Linked DNA regions of Gossypium hirsutum: region 1 is linked to region 2. A link is a contact called in public Hi-C data. All regions are on one chromosome and are shown on one strand. The core of a region is the stretch at or near the end of the contact, and the rest is flanking DNA. Distances in the headings are between cores, read along the strand shown.

Region 1 (7,800 bases), core at 4,876-7,375, 500 kb after region 2:
GGAAATTTGCGGACCTTTATTTGAAAGAACCATAGCTTGAGTTGAATAGTAAAATAGATTTATTGAATTATTGGAGCAAAAGTTCAATTCGATATCATCAGCTTTCATTATTAGCTCATGATCTTTTCACAATTCCAATATCGATTGTAGCTTTTGAGTCTGCTTTTAGCATAAGGAAGAAAGTTATCACACTTTTGAAGAGTTCACTTAAACAAAAAACAATTCAAGTCGTTGTTTGCTTTGATTGCTGGATGCAAGCTAAAGGATTTTCAATGAATAATTATTATTCTTGTTTTGTTGTTATAATTTTATATCATTTCATCAATTTGATTATCTAATTATTTATTCTTATTTCATATTAGGAATGGATTGAGCGAATAATGAGGGTGATGATTCTTCGAATGCTTTCTAGGTTACCTTCCTAATTGTTGACAATTTAATTTAGTTTATGATTTATATTTTATTATAAAATTAAATATGTAGTTTTTGGTGCTATATATATTTGTTGTTTATAGCTTGTTATATATAGTTGTTATTTTTAGTATTTTTTCACTGTTATTTTTCTATTGTATTTAATTTTGTTTCGTTGCCCTTTTTTTATGTCATCTCGTTGCGATTTTGTTGTTATTTTGCTGTCATTTCGCTATTAGATTGCTACTATTTTGTTGTTATTATTTAAATATTGTATAACTCTTGTTTTATTGTTAATTTTGTTACTACTTTAGAGGCATTTGCTTGCTAACTTGCAATTATCTTAATGTTATTTAAGTATAAAGACTTTTTTTTAATATATTTTCAATTTGTTGAGAAACATTTATGTAAAAAAAAATTAATGCAAGCAGGCTCGGCCCGAGCCATGATCATGTTTACCAGAGAGTGATCAAAGATTATTTTAATTGATGATAAGATAATATAATATTATGATTTTTGTAATTTTTTTAAAGTTGTTTATACTGTGGGAAATACTCTTAAAACAAATTCTTTTTTTTTTATCTATTTGTTATTTGTTTGATGTAGGTGAAAAATATTTTGTGGGTTTGTTTTGAAATGAAAGTAAAATTCCATCAATTATCTTTTATCTCTATTACTAAATACATTTATTAATTTAGTTTAAACATTTTTCATAATTGTCGTGAACTATTATTATGATTGTTGCATGTTACTTTACCTTTTTCTTTTCAAATTAATATTATAGTTTACTATACGTAACAATAATTTAAAATAAATTATTTAAAAAACTAATTAAAAATTAAATGCACAAAATCACTTGCAATACATGTGACATTAGAAACTAATCTATATTAAAAGAGACATATAATTAGACACGACTATAATTATTATACAACAAATTGAATATTGACCATATACATGGAAAGACATTAATATTTAAAAAATCCACATAAGATATAAACTAAATTTAAAAATATTAAGGAAAAGGACTAAATCAAGAAAAGATTAAAATTGTGAATTAATGATGGAATTAAAACAAAATTTAAAGCTAAGGGGCCTAAATGGAAAATATCCACAATTACAAAATATCATCTTCCCTCCATATGTGAATGATAGAATTTGGGAGATGGAATCTTAGCTGAATTGACATAGGTATTATTGTCAATGTAAGAAGATGTGGGTTTGAGTGCACTGAAGTGCATTATCCTCCTATTTATGGGTTGAAAAGGAGCTATGGGTAGTTCTAGACATTGTGTCAAAAAGAGCAAATATGATAAGAACTTATAATTAGATTGTTAAAAAAAAATTTGACCATTGATTATAAATTTTCCCTACAGAAGGCAAAATGTCGTATAGTGATTGTGCAACTTAAAAGCGCTTCTTTTTCAGTTTTTTAATGATTTGATTTGTATTTAGGGGTAAAGTCCCGTACTTTGTGTGATTTTTCACTTTTATTGAGATATATAATAGGCATTTTTTTGGCCTTCCAACTTTACAAAAAATTATTTTAGCCCTCTATTTAATTGTTTTCCTCTTTTAGTCCTTGAACTTATATTTTTTTGTTAAATCATCTTAAAATAGATGGAAAATATAATGTTTGTTAATTTTGCTAACGTGGTATACAAGTGAATTATCACGTAGATGATACATCAGCATTTAATTATTTTTTAAAAAATATTTTTTTTATAACTTTAATGATTTTTAATTTAAAAATTAGTTTTGTAACTTTTTAAATTTTAAAAAAATTAATTAAATATTAGTGTACCATCTATGTGACAATTCACATGTATGCAACGTCAACAAAGTTGAAATCGTTAATTTTTTCTTTAATTTTAAGGTGATTGGATAAAACACAAATTTAAAGATTATAAAGAGAAAAAAAAATTAAATAGATAGTTAAAATAATTTTCTTTTATAATCATTATGCGTATATAACAAACTATAATGAATGCAGGAAGTCCCACGAGATATTTTATTAATAAATTGTAATCATAACTATATATAAATATATGTTACATTTTGGGTTTATTATATTTTTTCAAGCTAATTTATTGTTATTATAAATTACTTTAAAGATAATTCAATAATAAATATCATTAATTTTTTTATATTCACTTAGACTTTTTGAAATTCATTAAATTAAACAAAAAAATTGCATCTTAATCAACTAAACCAAAATAAAAAATTAGCATTAATTTTTTGAGAGGGATCCACTTACACAGTATAAAAAGTAAAGTAATTTTATACACTTTTATAATTATTTATATGATTAATATTTTAATGATACAACTGTTATATTTCATAGTCTATTCATGTAGATCACGCATGTCAAATTTGATATAAATTTAAAATTTTTATCCCTTTGTCTTATGTAAAAAAAATTCAACTGTCGAAAATATATTAATATATAGATTATTTTAGATCGATATGATAGAGATATTGGATTGATTCGAAAATTTACATGCATGACAAGTATAATTATATTAATAAATTCAATAGTTGGATCATTAAAATATTAATCATATAAATAATTACGAATGTGTGTAAAATTAATTTACTTTTTACACTGTATAAATTGATCTCCTTCCCTATTTTTTGGTATAAATAATATATCCTCTATGTCCATTTTATAGTTTAGAAGACTAATTCTTTTGGAGATTTGTGGTTCTTGCTTTCAACAATATCATTTCTAAGATTCGAATTTGCGTTCTCTCTTGAGAATGCAATGTATCTTACCACTATAACTAATATTTACCGATAAAAAATGAATATTATTAATAATATGTTAAATACCCTAAAAAGATATTTTTGTTATCAGTAATAAAATATTACTTTTACCAAACAACCATTAAGAATGTAGATGTTTAAATTACGTTAAAAAAATAAAAAAAATTACAATAAAATAAAAAAGGATAAATTGCATTCAAGGTCACTAAATTATTAGTAAGCTTATTTTTTGGTCACTCCACTTCAAAAAATTATAAAAGGGCCACCAACTATTCGATAGTTTTAATTTAAGTCACTGAACTATTCAAAATTTTTTATTTAATCACTTATTTGTTAATTTTTTAAAAAATAAAAAGCCTGACTAGCAAACTTGAAGCGACAATTCGACAATCATTATGGTGGATCAGTACCCATTGACGAGTAGAAAAATATATCTTATGTTTGGATCTTGGTTCAAGGATTTGTGATATTCAAAACTATTTTATGAAAGAAAAAAAACCAAATTGTAGAAGAGAAATGAGAATGAGAGCTTTCAATTGGTGCAAGTAATATAAACAAAGAAGACCATACAATAGCGATTTTAATAACCCAATGATTTAAATAAAAATTTTAAATAATTTAATAATTATTTTGTAATTTTTTATAATTGAGTAACTAAACGTAAATTTAGTAATAGTTTACTGACTTTAGGTGTAATTTAACCAAAAGAAAATCAAGAGCTATGCATAGCCTAGTATGGTACATGATGACGTGTAACGTAACAAATTTAGCGTACAAAAAGCGGGACCCGTAATTTGGTGTCGAAATCAACATTGATCTCTTTCTGATACATTTTCATCATCAAATCAATCATATGGTTATAATCTTGTCTTTTGCTTTACTTTTCTCTTTCACTTTTTCATTTTATTCTTTGAAATAGAAGTTTTCAGAAAATATAAATTTATGGTTTTTTATGAATAATATATCTAAAATTAAAGATATAGGTATTTACTCTTTTTTCTAAATCATAACTATTATATAAAAATGATATTTTAGTTTTTAAATAGTTTAATATTCATAAATTTATTCTTTTATCACAATTTCATTTTAATTTTAGTGTTTATATCTAAATACTTTCGAGTAGCTCAACTTTGAAGAATATCTATTCAATAGATTTTTAAAATTAGAAACTTTATTATACACGTATATTTGTGGAAAACATATATTTAGAATATGGATTTGTGTTTGAAAAACAATATAATAAATAATGAAATATATTATTCAAAACTAATTAATAATAACACATTAAATATTTACAATATTAAATAAAAGATTTAGATTAAAATATAAGTAAAATTAAATTTAAACACATAAATATATTAAATTAAGATTACTAAATAAATATAGTTATTTATTATAGATTATCGGACTAGATCTATTGATAATTTTTTATGTATACAAAATTAAATTAAATTATTCCCTCCAAAACAAATGAAATTTAAAAAAACCATCAAACAATACAAACTTCAAAGGTAAGTAAGGGTGGGTTTGAATTGCGATTGGGTGCGGTGCGGTGCGTTTAGCTTACTTTTTCTCTCACGTTACAGTATCACTATAGTATCTAATCTTACCACCACCGCTGTTTTTACACTAACCACAAGTAAACACACCGCTTATCCAAACTCACCCTAAATGCTTGATTTTGATAGTGAAAAATGGCTGCAAAATAGAATAGAAGTAGGAGTCCATGAAATAAGAGCAGTTGGCTACCACAGGCCTCATGTGTCCAACTAAACACCAACGTAAGAGCGTCGTCACCGCCCAACTAACACTGGGCCTAAATTGGTTCCTTTTTTTCCTCTTAATTTATTTCTGAACGGCAACCGCTGCCTGCTGGACTGCTTTGCTCGGAATCCCATCACCTATTCAAATCTCACTAATAATCTCGTTTCTCTTATAAAAAAACTATTAATCAACCAAACTTAAATATACTAAGTAAGAAGACGTTTATCGAACCAGAAAAATGAACAGCCATTCAAAATCAGGTAATTTATAGGTAAAGCTAATTTTCCGAACTTTTATCATTGAACAATATCATGAAACAGCAAGTTCAATAACTATTGTAGGTCCTAAAACTTTCTGTTTGGACAAAATTATATTCTTGTCCTAAGAAAAGGAATTTGTACTTACTATATCCAACTTGTTGTACAAGATCCTAGGACCTTACAAACTTTAAAAAGCGAACAGGAGAGATAATCCACAAACCAGACCCAATAACCCCACAGCGACATTCCGGTTTGCACCGCCGAAATTTTGGTCAATCGAGTACAAATTCCCTGGTGAACCGGGTATGTATATAAAGGATGGTGGACTAGGCGGTATTGGCGGTGGTGGACAGTATTGGGTTGGCGGCTTTTTTGGTGTAGGTGGAGGCAGTGCTGGGGGTGATGGTGGTGGAGGGCATGGTGGCGGCAGTGAGGGTGGTGGAGGACTTTGTATACATGATGGGGTACACTTGACGCCTTGACCACCTGGAACAGTGCTGTCATCAAGCCTCCTTGATTCCATCCCGTTGATGGGATATACAAAGATGGTGATGGCAAAGAAAATGGTTAGTGATGATAGAATTTGGTGAGGATTGATCCAACGGTGTGTTTTCATCGACATGCTGCCAAATCCTGCTGATGGAACTCCCAAAGCTTTTAGCTAAAATGAATGAAGAGGATCGATCTTTTTAATTTGTGGAAGATGTGGTGGAAATAAAGAAAAAGTTTGGAAGAACTAGCGGTGATGTTACGTAATTTGGTACATCAAAGACTTTGAAAGACTAAAAAGTGAAATTGATTTTGATGAAATTGGGCTCTACGAAAGAATGAGTTTTAGAGGGCTATCGAGACGTGTTTTTAAGGGCACTTTTCTGTTTTTTAATCTTTTTTGTTTTCCAGTAAAGGAGTCTCGTTGCCTTGTTTCACAAGGGAATCCCGTTGCATGTGGAAATTATGCATGATCCAAAAATGAAGGGACCCATTATATACACTTTCCCCGGTCATCATTAATTTCTAAATAGTGTATAAACCTATGTATTTCAATAATTAATTGGTATTTATTAATACGAAATCTTGCATAATTAATGTATATCATATCATATTTTTCTTTATTTTGTATTTAATTTATTAGCACGATATCATATTATAGCATGTCTTTTTTTTATTTGTGCATCTAATTTTTATTATAAATAGGCTATATAACTTAATGTAAATTAAGAAGTAATAATTATCTTTTACACATAAATTCATTTCTCTTTTTTTTCTTTAAGTTTTTGCAACAGTATTGTCTTTTTAAATAAGGATATATGATTGATTTGAGTTGTTGAAGGGAGTTTTAGTGAATTCAAGTTTAAATCACATATTTATTTTATATTTAAATCATAATGTCAGACAAACGAAAATGAAAGGTTTACTCAAATAGTGAAGGTGGTGAGTGCTCCTTTCATCAGCAAACAATGTACAAATTCCATGGGCAGATGATGGACTTTGTGGTCACTCACAGTCCCAATTCAAGGGTGGGAACCGGGGGAAGGGTTAATATCTTGGACTCTTGCGCACCGTTTTTGGTCACTACTTTATCTCAGGATTCTGTTCCTTTTTCTCTAATTATCACTTTCGTCCAACTTCTTCTCGTGTAATTAAAAGAAAAATTACATGTTTTTCCTCCTAATCTTCACAATTTCCCTTTCTACTTCATCTGTTGTGGCTTGTAATTTTCATCATTTTTGGTACTTCTTGGAGTTTCTTTTAGAAAAGTTTTCTATTGTTGGTAAAATATGAAGAATATGTTAAAGATAATGCCTGGGTTAAAGAGGTTTTGAGGTGTTGTCAGTAATGGCGCAATATGACATTTTACCGATAAAAGGCCCAACAGAAGAAAAGGAAACTGGGATAAAAGCAAGATATGATCATAAATGACTTAAATTTATAAGAGTGCATCGAAACCCCAAAAAAATGTTGGATCTTTAGTGACAAAAGGATGAACATCCCATCCAAATGAATGAAGCATAAAATCAACTACTTGAAATGCAAGATATTATAAAACCCATAGTAATTAATAAAAAAGGTTCATCATATAAAACTATTGGGTAAACTACTAAAGTAATCACTTTTGTTTGCTTTAGTTACATTTTAGTCACTTATGCTTGAAATGTTACATTTTAGTCACTTAGATTATCGATTTGTAACATTTAGTCACTGAGCTATTAATTGTCATTAATGGTGTAATGGTAAGCTGATGTGGCATGTTTAATCATCATCTCAAACAAAAATTTTAGGTTAAATTATACAATTGGACTCTATATTTTTTTCGCTTTGAGCAATTTAACTTTTTTTCTTTATTTTTTCCATTCTCTTATACTTCTCCCTCTGTTTTCTCCATTCTCTATTTCTTTTAACGTAGTATTTCTATGTTTTCCATTTCCTTTAACATAACTTTTTTATGCTTTTGAAACAAGAAAAGGCGGAAGTTGAAACCAAAATAAAACTTGCCTCGCACATTCTCACCATCATCATCCACTACCACTTTGACAATCCAATTTGGATCTTTCAATGTCCTAGTCCACAAGCTTACCTCACTCGAAGACCTCGCCAGTCT
Region 2 (7,608 bases), core at 2,562-5,061:
TACATGTTCAAACATGTGGACTAGGATTTTCTTTCAGAAAGTTGTTTAACTAGAAATGAAAGTTCCTGCTATAATATTAAATGTTAAGGTATAACTTTCGTCCAACTCCCTATTATTACCACTTTTACCTAGTATTCAAATCTAGGAATTGAAATTGGAAAAATAAAAACCCGAATTATGTGACATTTATTGACGAATTTATTGTATAATTAAAAGAAAAAGAAAGTGTAAGTTATGAGTCAAGAAGGGGTTCATTGAATTAAACAAAGGTTAATTTGTTTTCCTTCGTATGGAGTTAACTGTACACTAAATTAATAAAATATAAAAAATTCTATCTAAAAAATGAAATTAGTCTTCGATATTTTTAGTATTAAAACTAATTAATAATAATATGAGTTGGGGGAAAACACAAGGAAATTGCTTTGCAATGTGGACACAGAAAAACTTGGGGAGGTCAAGGTCCCAAGTCCCAACTTCAAATCCAAGTTGATGATTAGATTTCTTTTGCCACCTAAAACATGCAAAACCCCTGGAATGTGCAATTGACTTATTTTATATGATCAGTCAAATTTGGCCACACCAACACTTTGCTTCATTTGTCCCCTTTTCCTTTCGTTTCTATATTAGTGAGTCAAACCATGAGGTTAATTTTAATTCTTCACTAAATAATTAAACCATTTTTCTTTAATAATCTTTTGGTTTACCATTTCTTTTTCTTTTTCATTTAAGGTAATTCACACAGTTGATCAATTAATTTTCATATATTTTCATTTTAGGCAATCAAAAATAAAATAAAAATTAGCAATTTAAGTAATGGCGTTAACAATCATTTTTAGTTTAGCCATTCAACTTAAATAAGTTTTTAGTTTGGTCACTCACTTTAATTCAATGTTATTGTACATTCATTTTAGCTACTAAACTTTAATAATTTTCATTTTGGTAACTCATTTTATCTTTTGCACAATTAAGTTGATTTTGCTTCAAAAAAACTATCTAATTTTTACACGAAATTGAGTTATTTAGTTGTAGAGATAAAACCCAAGTAATAATAAGTAAATTAAAAAGATAAAATATTTTTTCATGTAAAAAGCCAAGTAATTTTCTATAAATCCCTAGAATTTTCCCATTTATTAGAAAAAAATTAAAAATAATTCTAAAAGAGAAAAAATAAAAAAAATAAAAAATTAATTTTTCCTTATAGAAACTTATATATAGCGCGATTAGTGCAACTCAAATCTAAGTTATATTTAAAGTAATGAATACCCTTAACCGTCATGCTATTACACGGGGTTGAGGCTAATTTAACATTAAAAGCTTGGTTTAGAAAAGAAAATGGTTTGAAATAACGTGTATTTAAAAAGTGGTGCGGGAAAGATGTGAGTTTGTAAATAGGTGCAGTAATAAATTGAAATATATAAAAAATTAGATATATGAGGATACCAAAATCATTTTATCCTAAAGCTAATTTTCAAAAGCAAAAACATATAGTTCTTAAACTTTTTATTTGCCAAACCATTATTTTTTTAATTTTTAATTTTGGTGAAAGCCAAACCATTATTTTAATAACAAAAGCTAAAATGTTTTAGCCGGTTTCGCATTTATTTTGTTGTGAAGCAAGAGCTTTTTGATATGGATTCGGATTTAGTAACTGAAAAAAATAATTTATTTTTATAAAACGCTTTTAATATATTTATTACTTTTACAAATAAAAATTCAATGAATTGGACCAAACTTGACAAAATTTAGAGTGTAGACAAGTTTAACCTTAGTTAAAGATTAATCAATAACATTCAATCCTTTAATTTTGCATTTATTACATATCAATTAGATTTTCTTTTTTCAATATCAGAGTAATTCACCGCTATAGTATTAATTCTTTTTATGTCCATGTTATATGAAATGGTAATTGATGAGTTATTTTATAAGAGGATTAAATTTATATGATTAAGAAATGAGATGAATAATTATCACGCCACATTTATCAATTATAAATTTGGTTGGTGTGCATTTTTTTTGGTAAAAAAAATCCTTACAATTTTATCACCTAATGTTTAGGGTATTTTCATTTTAGTTACAAGTGCTAAATCCTTAATGATGCTAACAATACATGCCAAATCATGCCCTCATCATGTTTACACTTTCATTTTAGTCATCCAATATCTAGGTCTTTTTAATTTTGGTCACTGAAAAAATTATTTTTTAAAGTCTTGATCGGGGTAAAAAATTTAAGGATTAAATTGAAAAAACAGTAAAAGCTAACATAATGCATTAAAATTGTGCTAAATTGTATTTATTGATCTCATTGCTGAAAATTCTAATTTTTTTAATATTGAAATTTTAAATTTCAAAATATCAAAATCAGTTAAATAAATTATTAAAATTTTTTATCTATTGATAATTTTAATGGATTTGTTACTATAATATTGAAATTAATTAAATTTATTTATTTTAAAATTTAAAATTTTATTTTATGTTTACAAAGTATCTTTAAGGAAATCAACTCGAATAATTCATATTTAATAATTGTCTAGGAAACTTAATTTTATTATTATATAATTTCAAATTTTTCATGCTAAGCTAAAAGGAAAGATTGCAATTAATTAAATTAATTGCTTGTTATTCATTAAAGAAATGATGAAAATAATTATGGATTTTGTTCGGCTTGGAAGATAAAATTAATTAATTTAATTAATTGTAATGATTTTTCTTTTCTTTTAGCTTAGCATGGAAGATTCGATATTATATAATCAAAAGAAATTTGAGTTTTGTAGACAATTATTAAATATGAGTTATTTGTTTTGATTTTAATTTGAGAAAATAAAATAAAATTTAAATTTTAGAAGAAGATTAAATTAATTAATTAATTAATTTAATATTGTAGTAACACATCCTCTCACACCATCAATGGCTATGAAATTTTCATTATTCAATTGATTTTGATGTTTTAAAATTTAAATTTTCAATATGAAAAAATAAAATTTTTGATAAGGGAGTAAAGACAAATTTTAATGCATTATTTTAGTTTGTAACAGTTTTTTAATTTTAATGTTTAATATATCTTTTATTCCAATCAATACTCAAAAGAAGATATTTTTAGATAACAAAAATGAAAAGAAACTAAAAATTAGATGAAACATGATATGATGTTAGAGATTTAATACTTAAATAACTGTAATGAAAGAAATTGATGATTAATGGTATAGTTACTTAATTTGTTATTATACTTACCAACTCCACAAAACATTGAATAACGTTTTTTTCCAATTAATGGATGAAACTTACCAAATAAATGGAAAGTTTTGAGGGAAATATACAAGTTAATAATTGTTGTACAATTAAGTATGGGTGTAAAAAGGTAGAAGCAATAAAGAAGAGTGAGAGAGATCCCTAAAACATAAACAAAAATAGTCCTAGGCTTACACAGCCCTTACCCCTTGTTTCCTCTCTCCCATTTAATGTCTTTTAATTTGTTTCCCCATTCTTCTCCCTTTTGCATTTATGCTCTAATACGTTACAATTCCTCTGTACACCCTTCCAACATCATTAATTTGCGCCCTCGCAATAATTATTCATTTGACACTTTCTGATTATTAAAATCATACATTGATCACCAAAAAGGTCAGCCAAATGAATGGCCCAGATGCCTCCATCACCATGAAGATGTAATGAGGCTGAGGTGTAGGGTATAGGAAGGGCACCTCCAAACCAATAGGCTCCCCAGTCTAAGCTCCCAATCATTTTAAGCTGACTTTTGAACCCAACAATGAGACTCCTCACTTTATAAACAGCGAAACATACCCCTTATTGTACTACACCACCTAAGATTTTCCAATATCTATCTGATATGATACGTGTCTCACATCAGATGGGGTCAGGCGTTTGACTTTGACGACCACAGTCAAAAACCCTAGCTAATTTTAATATTTTTATTTTGCTTTCCTTTTTCCTCATTAAAATATTTTTATTATTCATTTACTGTATCTATTTATTACTTAAGACTTTTATATCTATCACACCATCCCCCCATCTTTTTCCTCCTTCCTTCGTTTCTTTTCATATTCTTGTGCTTGTTATTTGTCTCCTTTTGTTTCCCTTTTATTTATTTATTTATTTATTTTTATCTTTTTTATAAACTTTACCTTTTATCTCCTTAAAATCAATCGTTATCTTTCTCTTCTTTGTTCTTCTGCAACTTTCATGGCGGTTTTACCCACCGGCTCTTCACACTTGGAGTTGACGATATCTGTTCCTGGTTTCGCTTCTTCCCCTTCTTTCCCTTCTTCTGGTAAGCCGAAAATATTGTTTGCTTCTTAATACTGATAAACATAGACACACACACATATGTCAACCCTTTTAGTATCATCAGTCTTTGATCTTATGCTATACCCGGATTCCATGCATGGTTTCCAGAAAAATGTTTTTTTTCTTTTCTTTCTTATGCTTTTTAAGATGGTCGTCCCCATGGGTGATGAAAATAGATTGATTTTGCATCAAATTTGATTTATTTACCTCGTTTCTTTTTAATATTACGTTAAAGGTGATCAAGGGGGTTGTACGGTGAGAGATTTGGATATAAACCAAGTACCAGCAGAAGATGAATGGATCACAGCAAGCATGGAAGATGAAGAAGAAAGCTGCAATAATGGTGCCCCTCCTCGAAAAAAGCTTCGTCTTACAAAAGAACAGTCTCGCCTTCTTGAAGAAAGTTTCAGACTAAACCATACCCTAAACCCTGTATGTAAAATTTTCAAACTAGTACCCTACCCTTTCCAAACTTATTAATTAACACCAAACTAACATTTTCCCTCTTTTAACATAAAAAATACCTCATAAATTCATCACACCATCTCTTTCATTTAATGTCTTTTTGGATTTTTGTGTTTTCAGAAGCAGAAAGGGGCATTGGCTTTGCAGCTGAAGCTTAGGCCAAGGCAGGTTGAAGTTTGGTTCCAGAACCGTAGGGCCAGGTACCCTATACGTATACACATATGCATATACATAAATTAATATATATATTTTTTACATTTAAATGAATTCTCATTCTTTTTTTTTTCCTTTTCAATGAATCATTATTTCGTTGGTGGTGTTACTAAAGTAGCTTAGGGTAGATATATATAACAGAATAAATAAAACTTAATCAATAATTCCATCGGTATATTTTTCTCACACTAATAATATAGGTAGAAATATTTGAACAAAAGATTTTGTTTCAAAGATTTAGTTATTAGAGATATAATAATTTATGATGCTAATCAGTCTTAGGCCTGTTTCTCAAAGCTTAGATTCATTTTTATGGGGTTCTCTTGTCATTTCCCTGACAAAACGGTTGTCTTTGGACGTTGATATATCACTATCACTCTGTGATATACATTTTATTAGAGTAATTAAAAGCAAGCTATATATACAACACCACGTTGTCACCGTAAAATTCTATGAATTTATTCAGATTTTTAGGGCCTTCAAACAACTTGGAACAAGTTACAGGATAACTATTATTATTATTATTATTTATACTATATATCATTTTTTGTCGTGTATGCATGACATAATAAGCAAAACAAACATTTTGCCATTCGTTGTCTTTATGGCCTTCCTTCACTTATCTTTCACCTAAAATTTCATATGATTTTATGCTGCAAAAGGAAGTTGCAGTTTCTTATTTTCATCAATATAATTTTCTCATTGCAAAACTTAATTAGCATAAAATTTAGATGAATATAAAAATAAAGTAAGCAATAAAACCGGGTAGATAGATAGATGTAGAACTATTTCATTAAGTCCTTTTTCTTATTATTTCATAGACGCAAAAGCAATCATCCATGTATAATCACAAAACCAGGTTATAGAAACAAAAAACGACACACGACCGAAAAGCAGATCAACAGACTTATGAAGAACTAATGATGTGGTCTGATTTCATAAGCTGATAATAGAGAGCATGGGGGATTAAAAAAAAGAAGAAGAAGAAGAAATGGGTATTATCACAATGATGGCAGCAAATTAAGAAATATTGCTTGTCTGCTTCAGGCCCGAATGGTAGTCAGATCATCATCATCATCATCATCCCCCTTTTCTCTAATAAAGTCGTGGTTTGACCCATCATTCTTTGGACTTAGCCATGCATTGATGAATTATTACATACGTGTATTACATTATTGAATGAAATGAGTGAAGGGAAAGATAGGTTGGTATATTATAATCATGCATGTTCTTTTGTTTGATCAGAATTGCAGTTTGTTTTGAGTGATAATTGATTTGTCTGTATGTAATGGTTAGCATTTAATAAGATAATAAATGAACTTGAAATACGAGTAAAATCCAAGCTTGAATTTATTACTCTCCATTCATCATCAGTTTAAAGGAAGGGGAAAAAATGGGTAAAAGAAAATCACAAGAAAGATTTTACTTATTTGGGAACTTTGGTACCTAAATTGGGTATCTGTTGTTAAGTTGTTATTTGATACTCATTTAGGTTTATAACGCCACATGAAATGTAAAATACTTGGCACGTCAGGAAAGTTAGATAGAGGTTATTATCTTGGTTACAACTTATTAATTAATGACTAAAACCAAAATGAATAAATATATAGGAGCAAGTTGAAGCAGACAGAGATGGAATGTGAGTACCTGAAGAGATGGTTCGGATCACTGACGGAGCAAAACCGAAGGCTTCAAAGGGAGGTGGAAGAGCTTAGGGCCATGAAAGTAGCACCACCGACCGTGATATCGCCTCACAGCTGTGAGCCTCTGCCTGCGTCCACCCTGACTATGTGTCCTCGGTGCGAGCGTGTGACCACCACCACCACTGCTGCCATCGAAAAGGGCTCCGCCAAAATGACTGCCGCCACCAACCGCACCGCCACCACTTTGTCCTCTAAGGTAGGAACATCAGCCCTCCAATCAAGGCCATCTTCGGCGGCTTGTTAGCTAGTCAGGCTTAATGATCCACTTTATCAACTTAATTTAAAAAGGGGAAATGATTTAGGGAATGTTCATATTAGTTTACACACAATTGTAAGGGATAGATACTACATATCGGCATCTAATCTACATAGGGATTTTACTTTGTTTTTGCTTTCTCTTTATTTTATTGATCAATATTTAATTATTGCCTGCCTATTTACATATCTACTTTTTACGTGCCATTAGCCGACAACAACCCCACTCCCCAAAGCCGAAAAGTTGTTCGAAAATCTCCAACTTTTTACTTGTGATCATTATTTTGCTTCAAAAAGTAAAGAAAATACAAACACCCCCCCCCCAAAAAAAAAAACGAAGTAATTTTGGAGTTAGGATTAGGAATAGGAAAAAAAAAGAACTCAATTTGGTTTTGGGTTTTAAAATTGGGAAAATTAAATAATGCATATATAAATCATGCTACTATTAATCAATCAATCAATTCATTGGTGCTAAGTCAAAATTATTTATGCCTTGCTTTCATGAGCCAAATTTCAATCGAGATTGAGGCTATACGAATTACGAACCATTGTAATTAAGTCAAAAATTGGTAACCAAGCCTTGAATTAAGTCTTGATTAGTCATCACGAGCACTTCCAAAGGAAAAAAAAAAGGGTTTTGGTTGGCATCGCGATATTGAGTGACGGCAAA

The links. Hi-C and Micro-C count contacts between places; a contact is called where the count stands out from the background.
Region 1: a contact with region 2 is called in a Hi-C map of leaf, with 2.3 times the contacts expected there. The contact joins the promoter of LOC107921752 here to the promoter of LOC107921257 in region 2. A contact is called at or near these places in 3 of 34 Hi-C or Micro-C datasets (leaf and seedling).

Annotation. Positions count from the first base shown.
Region 1 is chrD01:48,250,902-48,258,701 of Gossypium_hirsutum_v2.1, forward strand. It overlaps LOC107921752 (proline-rich receptor-like protein kinase PERK2), which reads right to left and starts at 6,126. Exons shown (of 1, transcript XM_016851568.2): 1 at 5,206-6,126. The coding sequence starts at 5,823. The coding sequence ends at 5,389.
Region 2 is chrD01:47,758,119-47,765,726 of Gossypium_hirsutum_v2.1, forward strand. LOC107921257 (homeobox-leucine zipper protein HOX3) reads left to right here and starts at 3,812. Exons shown (of 4, transcript XM_016851134.2): 1 at 3,812-4,285; 2 at 4,538-4,734; 3 at 4,888-4,967; 4 at 6,591-7,066. The coding sequence starts at 4,198. The coding sequence ends at 6,927.